Linked DNA regions of Mus musculus: region 1 is linked to region 2. A link is a contact called in public capture Hi-C data. All regions are on one chromosome and are shown on one strand. Each heading gives the region's core, a stretch centred on a gene start, on an enhancer-like site or on the middle of the called end of the contact. The rest is flanking DNA. Distances are from core to core; before and after follow the strand shown. Region 1 holds the start of 8430437L04Rik (RIKEN cDNA 8430437L04 gene). Region 2 holds the start of Map3k20 (mitogen-activated protein kinase kinase kinase 20).

Region 1 (2,700 bases), core at 28-2,527, 420 kb before region 2:
GCTGGCCGGAGATCAGTGAGTCTCCCCAGATCACCACTTCCCCATCTAGCTTAAGTGTAGCACCCTGTTAGAGCCCTTCTCTGGCTGTGTTGAAGGTTTCACAGAGCAGAGGCACAGACAGCTCTGCCTTTTACAGCTCTGGACACATTCTCACCAGAAAGCCTGAGCTCACTCTGGAACCAGCCACCTTTTAATCCAGTGTCTCCTGAAAGAACACGTCAGTTCCTCCTCTGAGATGAGGTGATAGTTCATGGCGAACACTGTCTTGCTTCCTTATAAATCCGTCACAAGTTAGGGGACAGAAGGAGAGAATAGTCCCCAAAGCATTCCTGCTTTGGCAGTTTGGACGTACCAAATTTCTCTCCTGCTGTAGTGCCCACATACCTTGAGGAGCTGGTCCACGTTTGGGAGTGGCAGCTGCCTGTTCTTGTGATTTCTTTCTTTGTGGCCTGGTGCAATAGAATCTTCCAGGGTCAGAGACGGAGCTCAGCTATAGAGGATGAAGCCGTGAGTTCTCTTTCTAGCACTGTATAAAGAGGGTGTAGCAGTGCATGTCTGAAATCTGGGGGGGGGGGTAGGCAAGAAGATACAGAGATCAAGGTCTCGTCCTCAGCTGCAGAGGGAGGTGGAGGCCAACTTGGACCAGAGACCCTGGCATAGAAAAGCAAGAAAGATAGGAAAGAAGGGAAGAGGGAGGAAGGAAAAGAAAATGGAAGAGGGGTGGAGAAGGGAGGGAGAGAGAGAGAAGACAAAGAAAACAAAGGAAGGAGAGAGAGAAACGTTGTCCCTGCGTCTGTTCTCACATACCATTTGTTCTAGAAACGAAATTTAAGTTCATCTTGTTAGCATCTTGAGCTACCTACATTTCAGTGACCCCCTTCCATAAGACAAAGTGGATATATTTATCTCATCAAGCAACAGCAGGGTCAAGGCTGCCAAGAATTCCTCCGTTTTCTGCTTCTCGGAGTGGCCAGCTGATCACCGAGGGCAGGGACCCGAGTGAAGGCGGCTTTAGTGGTGGTGTTCAGCCCCACAGGCATAGAGGGCTGTGCTCATTAAGTCTTCCGGTCCCAGGAATGGCTGGAGGCCTTCTGGGGAAGCTGCTTAGAAGATCGCTGGGGGACTCCTGCTGTTACCCTGAGTTGAGTTTCTCTCCTTTTTCTCCCAGTTATGCCCTTATTAGAGAATCCTCTAAAACCAGGAGGAAGGAGAGGCGAGCTTTCTGGCTAGCTCACAGTCCTCCTGCCGCTCATTAAGGCCCCTTGCTCAGTGTGTTCTGTGATGTGAACTTGTGAACTCGGTACTGCTTACTTCGCCATCATTGCGAAATCAGCACTTAAAGCTATCAAGGACCCAACGGCAACCAGCTCTCAGGAGGCCGGAACAAAGGCGCCTGCCATTGTACTCCGGGGCTACTTGCTGCTTTCTCTGGCTCATGGTTGATGGTATTTCAAGGAATAGGAATTGGACTATGGGTTGCATTCTTACCCGTCCTTGAGCTCCATGTATCATGCGCAAAGAGAGCCCTTGTGCTTTCTGAAATGAATTCTGAGCACTTAGGAACAGGGGACTGGGTTTTACAAATCAGTTACGCTTTGAACCGCTAGGAAAACCCTCAAGATTACGGTGGCAAACAGAGCCGATATGGGGGGCAATTAGAGACAGAATGACGCAGGAAGAAGGGTGAAAGGATTCTCGCTTAGGATAGCTCCGAGGACGCGATGGGGCTGGGGACTGTTTAGTAGCGGTAGAGATGGGAGAGGACGTGTTACCTTAGAATTTTACTCTTGTTTGTGTGACTCACTCAGATCTTGGCCCCTTCTTATCTATATTCCTCTTGTACGTTCTCAACACAACGTTTTTTTGATGGTGGTCTGCACAACACATTCCCCCCCCCCAACCTTAGGTTTCTGCTGGATGACAGTGTTATCAAATTATGCAGGCTCTCCTAACTCACATTTATCATTCACTGAGTTTATCAGACAGCTGGGGAGTCAGACACAGCTATAAGATATTTCATAAACAAGACACTGACCTACTCTCTTTAAGGTGCCTTTGTCTATCTCAATACTTTATACAATGCTCATCCAGTAAAATCCAAAGAGAACAGACAGGGATGGAGAGAGAAATGGGAACAGAAGAGAATGGCTGCATTTGCTCACACAGCTAAGACAACCTTACTCTCTTCATTGGCTGCATCTTACCTAGAAGACATTGAGATATCTCTCTGAGGATGTTTGTCCAAATACTTCTCTGAACTCTATGAGGGCTTGTTGGGTAAGCCATGTTGAACATTTTCCAAATGATGGTGCTCATGTATGCTTGGATGCTAAATTAGCATATCATAAAAGGTGGGGACATATCTTCTTTCTCCTCCCTATTTGTCTGGTTTGCCGTTTCTGTGCTGGTACATAACAGTTTCTCTGTAGGTTGCTTACAGTTCATTAAGGGGTTGCTCTATTTATTAGGAAGCAATCATGCACTTATACTTTCTCTTATCTGAAGTACAGTCTTAGATGTTAGACCATACACTAATCACGTTTGAACGTGATGAGTACACATTCACATTGTTAAGGTAAATGACCCAATGCACTCAGAGCGAAGATATATTTGAACTACAGTTTGTGCTTTGGACTGCAATGTTAAACAGTCCCAGTCAGCGTGGGAAGGCGCCCTGGAGTAGATCAGCTTCAAACTTAG
Region 2 (2,700 bases), core at 95-2,594:
AAAAGACTAAAATAAACAGTGCTCCAAAGACCATTTTTCTCTCTTAATTCTCTCTTTCTAAACAAGCTAAATTCATGTTCATTTACAATCTCCCAAATCTCTCACTATTGTAGCAGAAATCTAAAACAAAGACTCTACAAATGATCAAAACCATAATTAAAATGCAGCCGTCACTTTTTTTTAAGATAAAAAAAGAATGAAATTTCAGAGTAGAGACAGGCCGATGACAAAGAAGTCTGGTCTTGAATCATTTGTTTATTTTTATCGTTAAATATTTTGGTAGGTTTGGATCCACTAAATGCTGGCAGTTGGTTTCATCTACAGTCAAGAAGACCAGAAGATTCGCTACAACCACTTTAGGGGTAAAACAGGAACTCACTTTAACAACCATCCGAACTCAGATGTCCTCAATCCATTCTGGAAGACGGTTCTCACACGCATTATTAATGAAGGCTGCTTATTGTGAAATCGCTGGAACGGGCCACCAAATGGTGTGCTTTCATTATTAACGAAACTAGCAAAAATAGTAATTATGTTCTCCATAAACAGTGCTTATGCAGGATCTCCAGGCGCATGAGAAACATACATTTTCAGCAACCCAACAATGACGTGCCATTGTTGTTTTTTTTCAGGCAGTTCCAATGTCATCTGGGCAGTTTAGAATTAAAGTTTTTCCCGAGATCTGTCACGCGCGGGGCGAGGCGTGGCTGCGGCCCGGGTCACCCAGTGCCCACCCTGGTGTAGATCCCCGCGCCTGCGACACCCGCGTGTGCTCCCACGGAAGGCGAGGGTGCTCGGGAAGGGCAGCCGCCGCAGGTTCCCCGGGATCGCCGCGAGCTGTGCCAGGCCGGACTCTTCCGGGCACCGAGTGCCCGGCTGGACCGGCCCGGACATGCCCAAGCCGTCCTCGGCCCAGCGGCAAGGGACTGAGGGCTCAGGGGCTGCGGTCTCGGGGTCTGCGGGCTCGGGGACCACGGGTCTCCAGGGCACCGGGGGCGAGCCAAGGACAGCCGCCCGCCGAGCCCCGGCCTCCCGCAGCCGCGCTGCCCCGGCCCCGCAGGCCCCGGTCCCGCCGGTCCTCCAGCGGAGCTCCCTCCCGCCTCTCCCGTCCCCCACAGCCCTTACCTGGCTCCCGGATCGGGCGCGAGCGGCGGCGGGGGTCGGGGACGGCGGCCCGCGCGGCTCCCACGCTTCCGCCGGAGTCAGGAGTTGAACATTCCGCCTCTCCGCGCGGCGCCAATGAGGAAGACGTCGCGGCAACAGCACCACCTACCTCCGAGCGTGGAACCGCCGGCCGGCCAGCCTCCGGGCACGCCCGGCTCGGTGCCCAGCAGGGAGGCCGGGGCTCGGGGTCGCGGAGAGCCCGGTTGCTGCCCCCCCCCCCTTACCCCCCGTGAGACTGAATGCACTTGGCTGGGAAGGGGACAGCAGGGAAGGCAATGTCAGGGTCGCGGGTGCCTCAGTGGGACCATCAACAGGTACTTTGGAGATTTTGAGGAGGAGTCAAGGCCTGCTGCTCTGGTTGGTGACTTTTAAGATGAAGTGCCCGCGATTTCCCATCGAGGAGACAGAGTCCATGACAAGTGTGAACAAAACGTGTCACCTGGCTTTGGGAAGAAAAGAAATTGATCGGGGAGGATGTAGATGGAGTGGAAAAAGAGGAGAGGTTGCAAAAGTAGGGAACACAGTTTCTGAATTAGAATTTCACGTGTACACACGTGGAGAGTTAAGGAAAGTTGAAATCGTGCAAAATGGATATTCGTATTTTAGTGCATGGCTTTATATTTGGAGCAGGAGGCTTACCAGCCTGAAGATGTTAAGCCATATTCTCTTTCCTCCCCATCCATTTTAGTAGTGGTTTAGAGAGTTGCTTAGGGATGGAAACAAGATAAGTGGTAGATATTGTCACTACCAGGTAACAGATAGAATCGTGAAGGCTAGAGTTAGAGGGTACAGTTTGGGATCGTTTTTAAAAAGAAAATTGGAATTGAGAGACATGTTTCAGAAAGAGGCCACAGAAATTTGTGACCCATTCGGTTGGGAAAGAAGAAAGCGGTGATGCCAAGATTTGAGACCTGGGTGACTGGAAGAACGATGGTGTCATTGACAGAAATAGAAATCTGTGGAGAGGAAACTGGCTTCCTGCTGAGTTTTGAAGTCAGGAGAGGAAAAACAGGCAGAGATGAAACAAGAAACGGAAATCAGAAAAGAAGCCCAAAGAGAAATAGAAATTTTGAAAACCGTTCATATATATTTAATATATGAATGGGAAAGGATGGGTAAATATACACTAATGAAAAAAGAAACCACTTTCTGGTCTGTGATTACAAAGACTGAGGATTTTGGATTAATAAATTGCATTTTGGTAACTGAGAAGGTTGATGAAAACTATCCAGCTAAAAAAAATTCTTTTGTAGGTGATCAAACAATTGTTTAAAAAAAAAAAAAAGCTGTCTATCTACTCAAAAAAAAAAAAAAAAAAAAGGGTGCTGGGCTCTTGAGCGCGAAATGAACATGAGACTGCAGTCACCTTAGCTTTAAAGACATCCGATTGTGTCCTGACTCTGGCTGAGGAATCAGAGAGCCTGACTTTGCTGTTGCTCCTCTCAGTTGTCACATGGGACACTTAACAGGCAGTCCTCAGTTTCCTGCTCACCAAAATCAGGTGTTAGCCACTGGTTCCAGCTTGCCAGTCACCAG

What was found. Capture Hi-C pulls out chosen DNA fragments and counts their contacts.
Region 1: a contact with region 2 is called in a capture Hi-C map of embryonic stem cells, with 3 times the contacts expected there. The contact joins the promoter of 8430437L04Rik here to the promoter of Map3k20 in region 2. A contact is called at or near these places in 1 of 115 datasets of contacts at active chromatin or transcription factors (embryonic stem cells) and 1 of 9 other capture datasets (embryonic stem cells).

Annotation. Positions count from the first base shown.
Region 1 is chr2:72,702,087-72,704,786 of GRCm38.p6, reverse strand. It overlaps 8430437L04Rik (RIKEN cDNA 8430437L04 gene), which reads right to left and starts at 1,277. Exons shown (of 7, transcript NR_040503.1): 1 at 808-1,277; 2 at 385-562.
Region 2 is chr2:72,284,281-72,286,980 of GRCm38.p6, reverse strand. It overlaps Map3k20 (mitogen-activated protein kinase kinase kinase 20), which reads right to left and starts at 1,344. Exons shown (of 20, transcript NM_023057.5): 1 at 1,126-1,344.